2 separate regions of the Mus musculus genome follow, and region 1 is linked to region 2. Evidence: chromatin contacts called from public promoter capture Hi-C data. All regions are on one chromosome and are shown on one strand. Each heading gives the region's core, a stretch centred on a gene start, on an enhancer-like site or on the middle of the called end of the contact. The rest is flanking DNA. Distances are from core to core; before and after follow the strand shown. Region 1 holds the start of Sulf2 (sulfatase 2). Region 2 holds the start of Zfas1 (zinc finger, NFX1-type containing 1, antisense RNA 1).

The links. Capture Hi-C pulls out chosen DNA fragments and counts their contacts.
Region 1: a contact with region 2 is called in a promoter capture Hi-C map of pancreatic islet. The contact joins the promoter of Sulf2 here to the promoter of Zfas1 in region 2.

What each region holds. Positions count from the first base shown.
Region 1 is chr2:166,152,536-166,159,467 of GRCm38.p6, forward strand. It overlaps Sulf2 (sulfatase 2), which reads right to left and starts at 3,148. Exons shown (of 21, transcript NM_028072.5): 1 at 2,968-3,148.
Region 2 is chr2:167,058,463-167,064,881 of GRCm38.p6, forward strand. It overlaps Zfas1 (zinc finger, NFX1-type containing 1, antisense RNA 1), which reads left to right and starts at 4,472. Exons shown (of 5, transcript NR_138563.1): 1 at 4,472-4,835; 2 at 5,174-5,265. Znfx1 (zinc finger, NFX1-type containing 1) reads right to left here and starts at 4,553. Exons shown (of 14, transcript NM_001033196.2): 1 at 4,048-4,553; 2 at 1,570-1,680. The coding sequence starts at 1,630. LOC115486178 (a small nucleolar RNA gene) reads left to right here and starts at 5,011; the gene lies at 5,011-5,103.

The sequences.
Region 1 (6,932 bases), core at 1,898-4,397, 910 kb before region 2:
GGAGAGGAGATGAAACCCTGGGAAAGAGAAGGGGGAAAAAGAGCCAAAACCAAAACCAAAACCAACCAACCAAACAAACAAACAAAAAAACCCAAAACTAAAACCAAACCCTCCCCAAAACAAAAACAAACAAACAAACAAACAAACAAAAACCCCAAAAGCCAGAGAAAACAGCAATAACAACACACAATACAAACCAGGGCACCGCCCCACAGTTACCCACGACAGCAGCGGTTCTTGGGGAAGGGAAAGGATTCAGACAGGCTACTAACTTAACTAGCTTTACTATTTTACTAGTCATGTTTCTTGTCCCCTGCATTTAGAAAACAAGCACCTGGTGAAAGGGCAACCCCGTGGTTCAGAGTGGACCTGGAGCGTGAGGAATGTATCACAGATTTTGTGTGGACACGTGACTATTATGTCTAAGGGCCGGGCTCAAACACTTCCTGCCTCTTATCTTTGAGGTGAAGGGGAACCTTCTTTGAACTGGTCAGAAAGGCAGGAAGGGCCTCAGGTCTTCAGAGAGGGCATAGTCTAAGAAAAGATAATGGCTGTGTGACAATCCTCCACATACCCAGGGGCCAAAAGCCGTCAAACCCAGCACCAAACCCAGACTACAGAGAGGCGCTGGATTCCCAAGTGAAAGGGCATTTGGAACATCAAGAGTGAAACTGTCTGTGGGATGGGGTCCTTGAATGAAGGCCATGTGGGACAGGGGGTCCCACGCAGGCACACAGACTGTACAAGGGTGCCTGGAGTTTCTCCCTCGGGGCCAGTCTTGAGTCAGCAAACTTTAAGCCTGAAAACCTAACATGCTATTAAGGTTTCAGAAAGTGTTGTAAATTCAAATAAAAAACCCTCAAGAGGGTTACACAAAGTCCAAAGCCACACTACCCTCAGCCCAGGGCAGGGACAGCGGGTTCATCATGCCATTGGCCAAGCTAACACTATCCTCAATAAACTGCTGATTTCAACACTGAACCACATAGAAACAGGTTGTTTTGATTTCCCTGGGGACCAGCCAGGCTGGGTGGAGAATCTTGGGGGGAGGGGTGTTTAGGGAACTCCCACCCCTTTTAATCAATGGTTGTATCTCAGTTGATCCCCTCTGGGCAAGGAGCTGGACCGGGTCACATGAACTGCAAGGTGAACAAAATCCAGGGTGTCCCCAGGGAAAGCCAACATCACCTGCTCTCTGTCACCTCCAGAGTAGCTGGGGGTGCACCGTGGGAAAGAGGCAAGGACAGATGGAAAGGGGGAAGAGGGCGGGCATCCCCACAGACAGAGCAAATATCCAGATTCAAACGAAAGCTGAATGTAATTACTTGGTTAATTAAATATTGACTTTTAACTCAAAAAGTGATTAAAACAAGCTGCAGGAGAGCCAGTCCTGGAGGGGTGGGGCCAATCAGAACTTTCAGGAAGTGGGGAGGGGGAAGGGGGAAGGCGGGGGTCACCACAGCCATGCTCTGTGCAGAGCGTCCTTCTGTGTAGGGAGACAAGGCTCTCAGGGTCCCCTCCAGGCAGAGATCACTAAGCAGACCCATGGCCCCGCGGGTGGCTCCTTCCATCTGCCCACTTGGAGCCTCCTTTCGCCACCAGCCGCCCTCGCAGGGACTAACACTACCATCCGCGCTTCCCTGGGTGACACTCCGTGCCTGGTACACTCAGAGCGCCACAAATGCTTGTCGAATGAATGAATGAATGAACTACTACTCTCTAAACGAAGTCGCAGTCCCCGCTGCAGCGTCCCCTCCGGGCTTCTGGAGCCCGCGGCGGACGCAGGTCTGCAGGGCGATGGGTTCTGACCTGGCGCGGGAGAAGTTTTACGATTTCATTTGTCCTCCGTTCTGCGAGTTCCTAGTCCCTGCTTGCTCGGGTCCTGCCCGGACAAGCCACACGTGGTCTGGCTTCTAGCTGGCCCTCTGGATCTAAACCTCAAGGGGTCAACCGGGCCATGCTCCTGCAGCCCGCGGGTCCACGCGCCCTTCCCCGGGAACCACCGGGGCGCGGGAAGTCCTCCCCTAGCCGCCCAGCCTTGCAGACGGGGTCAAATCGGTCAGCCCCACTGAGGCCGGCCGGTACCTAAACCTCCGGGTAACACCCTCCCTGAGCCGGGCAGCGGGGACCGGCTGGGCTCACCTGAACCGTGCTCGCCCTGGAATCTGTGATCCGGGCCCGGCCCCGCGCCCCACTCACCGCGCGGCCCCCGCGGCCTCACCGCGTCTCTGCCGCAGCCGGGCCGGGCCGCGGGGCGTAGGGGACTCTGCCTTGCCGCTGCTCCAGCCGCCTCCGCGGCATCCCGGCTTCTGCTTCGCCCCGCCCGCCCCGGCCTCCGCGCGCGCCAGGACCCAGGACCCAGCCGCCTCCCGCCCCGCCGGGGACCCGGCGATTCAGCCATCGCTCCTCACCTCCGCCGCCGCGGCCGCCCCGCGCCCCGGCCCGAAGTCCCGGCGGCTCCCGGCCTGCTGCCTGCCGAGCCGGTGGCCGGCCGCGCTCCCGCCGCCGAGCGCGCACCCTCGCGGGCCCGGGGCGCACTCACCCGCACCCGCTCCCGCTCGCCCTGGGCGCGGAGTTGAGGCTGATGTGCGCTGAGCAGGGAGCTGCCGGCGAGCCGGGACCGCGCGTGCGTGTGTGCGCGCGTGTGTGCCACTCGGACCGGGGGCGCATCTCTTAGTCCACCAGACACCGGCGCGAAGTCGCGAGGGCCATGGATCAGGCCCCCGGGCTGGCGCGCAGAGAATCCAGCCTCTTTCCGCTTTTTCGTCCTCCTCCCTCCCAGCAGCGAGGAGCCAAGTGTTCCCTGAGGCGTGCGACAGCCCCGGCCCGGCGCTGCCCCTCGTAATGACACGTTAATAAATGTTTTCTTTTATCCGCTTTCACAGGGGCTCGCCCTGGTTTGCAAACACCCGGCAGCCTTAGCTGAAAGCCCCGCGCTCGCCTCTAAACACACACGCACACACTTGCCATTGGAGACGCCGGCTCGGGCCGATCCCCAAGCTAGATCGCGGGAGGAACTGCCCACGCGCCTGGGACCTTCCCACGCGTCTCCGAAGCTCTCTGAGAAATTAAGTTGAGCTCAAGCGAAAGCAGAAGCGTTGCCCAGACATGGGCCGGGAATGGGAAAGAAAGGGGAGGCCGGTTCCCTTGGTAAAGGGAGAACTCTGACTCCAGGTGGTGCTGTCTGCGCGGTTTCTGCCGTCCCCGAAGCCACCAGAGGCTTGAGGGGGCCCTGGCTGCCAAGGGTGGGTGAAGAGCCTCACAGAGCCCACCAGTAGCTTCAGAAAGTACAGCTGATGTGCTAGGGGGTTATCGACCCTGCGGTGGAACGGGGCGGGCCTCGGATGGAAACGTAACCCCTGAAAGTCTTCCAAGATGTTCATCCATTTATAGATACTGAAATCAAGACAGAGCCGTTAAGTTATTGGCCCAAGGTCAGATAGTTGGATCAGGATCTGAACCCAAGAAGCTGAGCTCCGGAGTTGTATCTGACCCCCCAGGCTGCGCTTATTTTCAAGATCCTCCTTCCCCTGGTGGGATTTTTCTAGTTTTCTGATGGATAGCGTTTGTCAAATTCACGTAGTAAAAATAACAGGGCACCGATGGAGATGCACTAAAATCACGTCCTCGCTGTTTATCTAAAATTCAAGCGGGTTGTCTGGACTGCGTGGGGGGCTCTCGACTCCGCCCATACAGTCGTTGTACTAACCCTGAACTTGCTTTCCTAAGCCGGGGGCAAGCCCCACCTTTGGCTAGTGTAGAGTCCTGGCTGGATACAGGATGTTAGGCGTGAGTATTCGCTTTCATGAACCCCCCCCCCCACCCTCCACCCCACCCCCAGGCATTCCAGTCTCAGTGCTGCATGAGAAGGGGCTGGGCCCCTGCAGCGCTGTTCATTGGATGCTTGGGGCAGAGGGCTCCCATCCTTGAGATTCTGAGAACTTCATTAGAAAGCACAAACACACAAACAAACATCAAATGTACAGTGCTGGTGCACGCCTGCAATCCCAGCTCTTGGGAGGCAAAGGCAGGAAAATAAAAAATTCAAGGTCACCCTTATCTACACACAGGGTGATTAAGACCAGTTGGAGGTCCAGGAGACCCTATTAAAACAAAACAAAACAAAACAAAACAAAACAAAAGGAAAAAAATCTCAGAAAATAAACCAATAAAACAGATAGAAAAGCAGGTGTAATCAGTTTCAACATCCCAGACATTTAATTGAATAATTAAATTGATTAATTTATATATCCTTATAGGGTCAACTCAGACAGTATTCTCGTGGCCCACATCTGTGATGCCTGCACTGGGAAGGCTGAGGCAGGAGGATCACCCAAAGTCAAACTTTCTATATAGTGATACTGTCTCAGAAGCACACGAAGCAACAACAATGTATACACTTGATCTTTTTGTATCCTTCTCTTTTTCTGCAACAGGTAACTTTACATGCTATACCCATCCTGGCTTGGGGTTCTCCTCCCAGGAAGAACAGCAGGTTCTGTGGCCAAATGGAGAGCTTTGCACCTGGTCATCACATGAAGTGTACATTCATAGTTTTTGGAGAACATGTATGCTCAGAGATGACAGAGGCTTGTACACAGCCCACAGGCTGCACCTGGCTTTGAACCACATGCCTTATTTCAGCAGTGACTTTCTAGCAGGTCTGCAGTGTCCTATTGCGGTCTGGGCAGGAAGGATGCAGAATGGAATCTGTGCCCTGTTTGCTCTGAGGTTCTAGAGAATGCTCTAGAAGTTGGGGATTTACATCAGAAAACACTAGGACCACACCCTTGCACTTCAGACTTGACTCTCTGTAGATGGGTGTGCCCAACAGAAATTCCAGGAAAGAGGGCAGTTCTCAGTCTCCCAGTTGGGACTGAGCGCTGGAGGAGGGTGGTATCATGTGATTTCTCTTATGTTTCTTTGTTGTAATGGAAATGGAAAGTGGTGGCAATGCCAGCACCTGACCACTTTTCTTCTTTACAGAGGAGGAGACAGAGCTTAGGGACAAGTGTGTGTGTGTGTGTACCTGGGTGTGTGATTCAGGGAATCATTAATCAGTTAAGACAATTGACTTCCCCCTAACTCCTAGTGCACACCTAACCCTGCTGGTCTGGGCCTCAGCCTGTTGCCTGGGCTCTTTCCAGGAAGATGAAAACGGCTGGCCCCACTCAAGAACTTCTGTGTCGATCTAAAGATGTGAGGGACTTCAGGGTCAGAGTCCCCCAGCCTGGGGAGTCACTGTCTCTTCTACAGTTCATCTCTGGCCTGGGTGGGCTACACAGGGTCCCCAGGACCTGAGTTTCCAGCCCCTGCCTTCTAGACACTTGGTCCAGGCCAGCCTTTCTTCTATGACCCCTGTGCTCCTGATTAATATCCGTCTCTGCAAATAGCAGAGCTGGGTATACAACCATGGAGCCGTCTGAACTCCAGACTCTCAAGCTAACACCCCCATTGTTGGTTTAACCTTGAGAACCTTTGTCCTGACACCCCTATGCCTTGCTTTTTCTCTGTGGCAGTGCCTTGGTGGCTCACTCCGCAGGACATCGTGGGTGCTACTTACCCTATGGGGTCCTTTGCATTGTTATGCCCTTGGTTCTCTGGCAATGGCGGGAACTCCTGTGGGTCTTTCTGCATCCTGGCCCACAGGTTGAAATGAGTCAGACGGTCTCAGCTTTTTTGGCTGCATCTGGGCGAAGTCGATGGTATTTTATGAGGGTTATAAAAGACAACCTTTTAACATGTCTCAAACAAATTGGCGTGTAAAGAAGAAACAGTAACCGTAGGGACACGGCTGCAGGCTGGGGGCTCTGGCTGAGGCCCCACGTTCTGGGGGCACAGGTGGCTTTAATAAGGCATGCATGCTTGGCTGTGACTTGCTTCTCCAGGGTGGAGCTCAAACTTCCTGGCTCCTGAGTGGAGATAGATAGGCTTTTAAAATACCAATAAGGTGTAATAATGTCCTCTGTATCAGAGGCATTGATGAAGAGGAGGAAGATGGGGAGAATTGCATCTTGAGGGGATATATATATTAGAGATTTGGGGTTTTGTTTTTTTTTTTTCAACTTAAAAAAAAACCAAATTCCAGTTCTTGCACAACAATATGAATTTGTGGTTAATTCTGCTGAAGTCTCGCAGTTAGAACCCAAGCTGTCTTGTCAGGAGAAATACCCTGGTATTAGCAAGAAGCTGTTTATATATCTTCAGATATTGTGATAATGAGAGCGACTCCATAGGCCTCCATTAAAACAGAGCACTAATTGTATTTCATGTGGCCTCTCCGGGCCAGCACACGGTCACAGACAGGCTTTACTTCAGCAAAATGCGGCTATCTTTGCATCACCACGGCCGTTTCCCCCCTTTAATTACATGTAATTGTGTAGTCTAATTTATTCTAACGCCTGACGCTTAAAAGTGCACATTTAGGAATCAAGGTCTAGTTTGAGAGGGAGGAGAATTATAAACCACTGTAATTGCCACGGGCAATCTCAAAGAGTGATGGTGTTTACTGTGAATTCTTACCAGGGAAAGAGTGGGATAGTCTCCAGTTAAGACACTCTTCAAAGACCACGAGGACATGGTGACAATCAGACTTGTTGTCTGATGTTAGACCATTGGTCTCTCTTGGAGAAATGGGTCAGAAAGTTTATGTGAATCTGTATCAGTTGTGTGGCCCAGGTTTGTGTGGGTACATGGACATGTGAGGACAGATGGAGTTGACAATGAAAATAGGCACGAGGCCCCGGGCAAAGCAGAAGTCTCTCTCTGGACAAGGTAGAACAAAAAGACTCTTCTTTTCAAGTTGGATTGTTTTTGTTTGTTTGGTTTTTGTTTTGCTTCGGTTTTGGTTGTTTGTTTTTAAATTATCTGCACATATTTCTGTGTGTCTGTGTATGGGTATGTGAACATGCATGCAACGCCTTCAGTAGCCA
Region 2 (6,419 bases), core at 3,222-5,721:
GTGGAGAGAAGGAAGCACCAGCACCCAGTTTCCTTGTTGGAAAATGAAAACTGAAACCTGAAACTCAACTCTGATTCAGGAAACTTAAAATCGAAACTAATTATCCCCCCCCCCCTTACAACTGCTTGTCTTACACAGGGACCCTGGGACCCAGGGAGGCAGCCATCACTTTCCTTCCCTCTACAGGGATTCTACAGCTGGCCTTAGCAGAATGCTGTGATTTGCAATTTGTGATTCACAATTTGACAATAAAACTTAGGAAAGCTACTTCAGATTTTTTTTTAAAGATTTATTTTTTCTTGGATATTTTCCTTATTTACATTTCAAATGTTTTCCCCTTTCCAGACCTCCCCTTTGGAAACCCCGTCTCATTCATCCTCCTTAACACTTAAGATTTAAGATGACAGACTGGCCAGGCAGTGGTGGCTCTTTAATTCCAGCACTTGAGAGACAGAGGCAGAAAGAAGCAAGAGGATCTCTGAGTTCAAGGCCATCCTATACAGAGTGAGTTCCTGGACAGCCGGGATGCTGAGAAACCCTGTCAGATGCAAATACACTTAAGTGGGTCTTTTGTTTATTTTGTTTTGTTTGATGCCAGGTCTCACTGTGTAATCCTGGTTGGCCTGCAATTCACTAACTACACTGGCTTAAAACACAGAAATTTGTTTGCTTCTACCTTCCTGCTGCTGGGATTAAAGAAGCCACCTGACTAGGGTCTTTTTTTTTTTTCTGGTGGAGATAGGCTCTAATCCTGTAACCCAATGTGGCCTCTAATTCTTAAAATATTTATTATTATAAACACTATTATCATTTTATGTATATGAATGCTTTGACCCACAGGTGTCTATGCACGTTAATTCTCATAAAGTGTTAATATCTTAATATCATTAACTTAAGAAACTAGAGCATTACATTTTACTGAGTTGCCATTAAATTAGAAAAAAAAAAATTTCAAGACTCAGTCGATGAGGGCACTTGCTAACCAACCCTGACAATGTCAGTTCAGTCCTCAAGACCACATGATAGAAGGAAAAAACCCAACTCTTAGGAGAAGTCTTCTGATTTACACACACACACACATCATTAAAAATTAATGCTATTGGTTATCCTTTTAAATTTCCTAACGATGCTATTGGCGATTAGACGCAGTTTCTATTGGGCAGCCCGGCTGCAAACCACCAGTCAGTCTGTTTCTCACCTCCTACCACCTGCGGGGAACCAAAAAGGAACCTTCCAGGAGGCAAGGGCTCTAACTCCCCAGCCCTGGTTTGGGAGGCAAGCTTTCAGCAAGGAGCTCAGAGTGGCCTTAATCTCACAGTTTAGCTGGTCTCAAATTCTCAAGCCTCTTCTCCCTGCTGGATTGACAGGCCTACCGTCCTACCACAGAACCGTCTGCAGCTCTCCTAGGGAGACCAGGCTGGCCTCAGGTCTGCCTGCCTCTGCCTCCCCAGTGCTGGGATTAAAGGTGTGCGCCATCACACCCACCACGCAAGGAGGTCCTCACTAATTGAAAAACGCAGACCATCTCCGGTAGGCCTCCCCTTTTCACCTGATAGAAACCCTGCTTACCTCTGTGGTTGGCAGGCGGATTCCTGGGCCTGGCCTCTAGATGAGGTCTTCTGTCTTCCATAGCTGAGTCTCACGAATTCTGCCACCTTCGCCTGACTTCGTTACCTGTAACTGCACAGGCTGAGAGTCACCGGTGCCCTTCAAACACAGCAAATACCCAAACCCCACGAAGCCGGCCCTTCTGCCTTTATATGTTAATCATTTATTAAGGAAGGGTAAAACATGCAGATTCTAATCACAGCACAAGCACTCAACCTTGCGGATTCCCAACCGTGCTACAAACTCTAAACTTAACCTCACAATTTAGGCGATTCCAAGGGATCCAATCCTCCATTCCCGGACTCCTTCACTTGCTTGGGGTCAGAAAGAGAGAGTCATCAACTCCCAAACTACTGTTTGGTTTGCCTTCAACCAGGTTACTTAATCTACAGCTTAGGTTTCATTTCCTTTCTTACAAAATGATTGCTGGGGCAAAAGGAGTACAAGTGTGTCAATCCAAAACCATGTGCCAGCTAGCTGCAGGGTGCATGCTGGCAGCTCAGCTCAGCTCCTGGGAGCTGGAGGCAGGAGGGTCGGCAAGTTAAGAGCGGGGAAGCAGAAGCAGGAAGATCAGAAGAAATTCAAAGACAGCTTCCACTGAGCCTGAGGCCAACATGGACTCTATGAGACCCTGCTTCAACAAACACACACCCAAGGGCTCAGGACCTGGCCAGGCATTCTTAGGACACAGCAGTGGACAGGTTCCCTGCTCCCTCCTGCTAGACAGCAAGTGAGCTCTTAGCCTTCTTTCCTCTCAACCAGCTAGCAATTCTTGCCTTGCTTCTGTCTTGAGGATTTCTGATGCTGGGTGAAGAGGAAGCCCCTTCAGGGAACTTCTCAATATAACTCAGGCATAGCCTGTGGATGCAGGGGGGCAGGGTGGTGGTGACTCAGTTCTCAGCTAAAGGATTTTTGAGACTGTCCTCACAGTTTTAAAATATTCATAGTTGGAAACTGTGAATAGATTTGGCATTGTATGAGAGGTGGCTTTTATTCTTATCAGAAAAAAAAAAAAAAAGAGTCCCTTTTCTTCCCACAGGGAATATTTTCTGTGGTGACTTTTCTCCTCATCTTACCAAACCCTGTTCTTATGATGCAGGCTCAATGGTTAGTGTTTGTTTTAAGAAAAATTTTCTGAGGAAAATCCCTTCTTCCTCATTTTGAAAAAAAAATACTAAAATAGAATGCAGCAGCAGTGTAAAAGAAAACAGAAGCAAATAAGTGCTAGAGAAGGCGAGGGAAGAGTGGCAGGAGCAGGCGGGGAGGGCAAGTAAGGCAGGGAGGGCAAGCAAGGCAGGGAGGGCACCAGATCAGCAATGGTTAAGCTGTTGCAGGGATAACATTTAGAGACTTCTAATTACAGGGTAAGATGAAAGAGGATGGAGCAAGAGGTGGCAGCTGGGTTGTAGCTAGGTAAATTTCAAGTCCCGAGAGAAGTCGCCACACCATACATCCCTCAGAGAAACACTGTAAGGTTACAGAAAGCAGGAGAGATCTGGGGGGGACTCAGAGGTAGGGCAGGGCCTAGGGATGGGGAGCCCAGGGTGGTTGTGGAACAAGTGGGTATAGCAATAGGTGAGAAATGGAGAGAGTGGGGCTCCAGGGACCGGGAGCAGAGGCAGGACAACTACGCACAGGGGATGACTGGGTGCTGAGATGAAGGGGCACTAGAGGTGGGGTGTGATCAGGGTGGTGACAGATGAACTGAAGAGAGTCGAAGCAGGTAATGGCAGTGCCCGCGGCTCAGGATACGCTGGGTACTGAGGGAGGAGACACCGACTCTGGAGGTGATGGGGGCTGCTAAGGAGAGGAGACAGGGACTCTGGGGAGTGATGGTGAGGCTAATGGAAGGGAACAGGGATTTAGGGGTGATGGGGCTGCTGAGGAGAGGAAACAGGGACTGGGAAATGGGGCTGCTGATAACCAGGTAGACTTAACTCAGGGAACGATGGAGGGTGACGGTGGAGGTGGGAGGACAGGACTCTGGGGGTGGTAAGGAGTGGAAAAAGATCCTAGGGGTGATGGGAGATTCCAAATACTCCGGAGATGATAGGGGAACTGAGGGACTCTGGGGGCTATAGGGAAACTAAGAGAAAGGGGCAGGGACTCTGGGGGCTATAGGGAAACTGAAGAAGCAGACAGGGACTTCGGGGACTATAGGGGGGGCTGAGAGAAAGAGAACAGGGACTCCGGAGGCTACAGGATAATTGAGGGAAGAGGACAGGGACTCCGGAGGCTACAGGATAATTGAGGGAAGGGGACAGGGACTCCGGGGGTATAGGGAAACTGAGGGAAAGGGACAGGGACTCTGGAGGCTATAGGAAAACTAAGGGAAGGGGACATGGACTCTGGGGACTATAGGAGAACTGAGGGAAGGGGACAGGGACTCCGGGGGTGGTGGGGGCGCTGAGTGGGGCAGATAGGGACTCCAAGGCTAACCTGACACCCGGCCGGAGGCAGAGCGGGACGCCGGCGGTCGCAGCGCCGCAGAAGCAGGTGCGTGATAGGGCGGAGGCCACTCACCGGCTCGGGCGCGTCCTCCGCAGGGCTAGAGCTCAGCCCCGGCCCTGGCAGGTCGCGGCCCCGCCCGGCACCGCGAACTTTCGGTTTCCAGTCCCTGCAGCCCCTGGGCGGGGCGAGTAGCCTAGTGGGCGGCCCGGAGGAAGAGGAGGCCGCGCAGGACGAGGAGGCGGTGCCGCGGGCTCCAGCGAGAGGCCGGGCTCGCCTGCGCCCCCGCCCTCGGGGCGGGCGGAAGGGCGGCGTCGCCTCAGCGCCCGCGGTAGCGGCGGCGGCTGGACTGGCGGCTCCCCGCGGGCGCGGCGGAGGGGAGGGCGCGGCGGGGGGCGGGTTGACTGCGCCCCGGGCGGCCGCAGGTCTCGGCTGGCCCCGGAGCCAGGGGGACGCGGCGGGCGGCTCGTGCGTGCCAAGCGCGACATGGCGCGGAAGCCGAGAAGCCCCGGAGGCCCAGTGAGCACGGGGAGGGGCTAGACACTGGCTGGACAACCATTAGCTAGCTGGGGCCGGGCGGCTCGGGGACTACATTTCCCAGGACGCCAAGCGGTCGCGCCCGGAAGCGACGCGCCATGGGCACAGTGCGCAGGCGCACGCGCCGCCAAGGTCTATATAAGGAAGGTTCGCCGCCGCTCTCGTCCTTTCGTTCCGGCGGCTCCTAGAGCGTTTGCTTTGTTCCCGATATGTCTCGTCCCTCCGGGGTTAACTTGCAGATGGTGAGTTGAGTCCACACAGCACAAGTTTTTTTTTTGTTAACCTCTTATCAAGTTTAGTCGCTGTAACCGCTCCTAGTCTCCAAGTGTTGCTTATGGAGCGCGATCCCCAGGTTGACCTTCGAAGACGTGATTCAAGTGGAAAAGACGCCTTCTGCTTTGGCCTGGGAAGCTTTTTGCTGGTGTAAATGATGAACTCACTTTTTTCCCCGTCATATCGACAGTGCTGATGTTTTAAAACATTTGCCAGTTTGTCCTGATAAACACCAGCCTTCGAGGACCCTGGTCTTCTTTGTTCCTGGTCGAGGATATAGGTGGTGATGGACGCTTTTGTTTTGTAGGTTGACCTGACCAAGCAGGACAGCATGGAGGTTGGAGGGAGAGAAGGGCATCGAGGGAGATGAGAACTCACCTACCATCTGAAAGTCTTAAGGTATGCATTCGTCTAGTGGCCTAAAGTGGCAATCACGTGCTTTGAAGAGCCTTTAAGTGGGCAGTGATAGGGAATTTGATGCAAGAGTTACTGCTGAGGTTCGTTGTTTTAAAAGCCCCGAGGATTGAGCCTTATTATCAAAGTATACTAAAGTCTTTTAATTGTGTATCTGTACATACTGACACAGGAGATGCAGAGCCCTGTTGTTATTTAAAGTGTCCTGGTAGAACTGCCTGAGAAAAGGACTGATTAAGAAAATGGTCCCATTGAGATTAGTCTGTAACACATTTTCTTGGCTGTTGATATGGGAGCATTCAGCAGTTTGTGGGTGCAGTGTCTGAGCCGGGTTGAGATTTCTTTTGTATATGCGTGGTATTTAGAAAGGCAATGAAACATGTCTGCTAAAGTATTTGCAGGCTAGTGCTTTTCAAGATGTGACAATGGCTATCCTCCATTACTGTATTCTGATATCCACCCTGACCCACTCAGATAAAAATGTGAATATGCCCTAAATCAAGTAGGCCCGAGAAATGGCTTAGCAGTTAAGAGCACTGATGGCTCTTTCGAGGGGTCCTGAGTTAAATTTCTAGCAACCACATGGTGGCTCACAACCATCTATAATGGGGTCTGGTGCCCTCTTATGGTGTCTCTGAAGAGAACAATGGTGGTGTACTCGTGCATAAAATATATGAATAAATCTTACTCTTAAAAAAAGTAGGCCCGGGCTGGAGAGATGGCTCAGTGGGTAAGAGCACCCGACTGCTCTTCCGAAGGTCCAGAGTTCAAATCCCAGCAACCACATGGTGGCTCACAACCATCCTTAACGAGATCTGACTCCCTCTTCTGGAGTGTCTGAGGACAGCTACAGTGTACTTACATATAATAATAAATAAATAAATCTTTAAAAAAAAAAAAAAAAAGTAGGCCCAGGCAAGTTGACTTAAATTGAGGCAAGCCTAGAGACTGAAGGGTGCTATGTCTGAACAATTGTCATATCATTTGCAAGTGGACAGTGCCAGTCAGAGTTGTATATGTGAGACAGTTGCATTTAGGGTTTGGTGCTGGAGTCATGGGCGCCTCAGGTCATACGTGAGGCCTCCTGGTACATAATGTTGAAACTTTCCAAGGCGATTGTGATTATCTCAGCAAGTCCC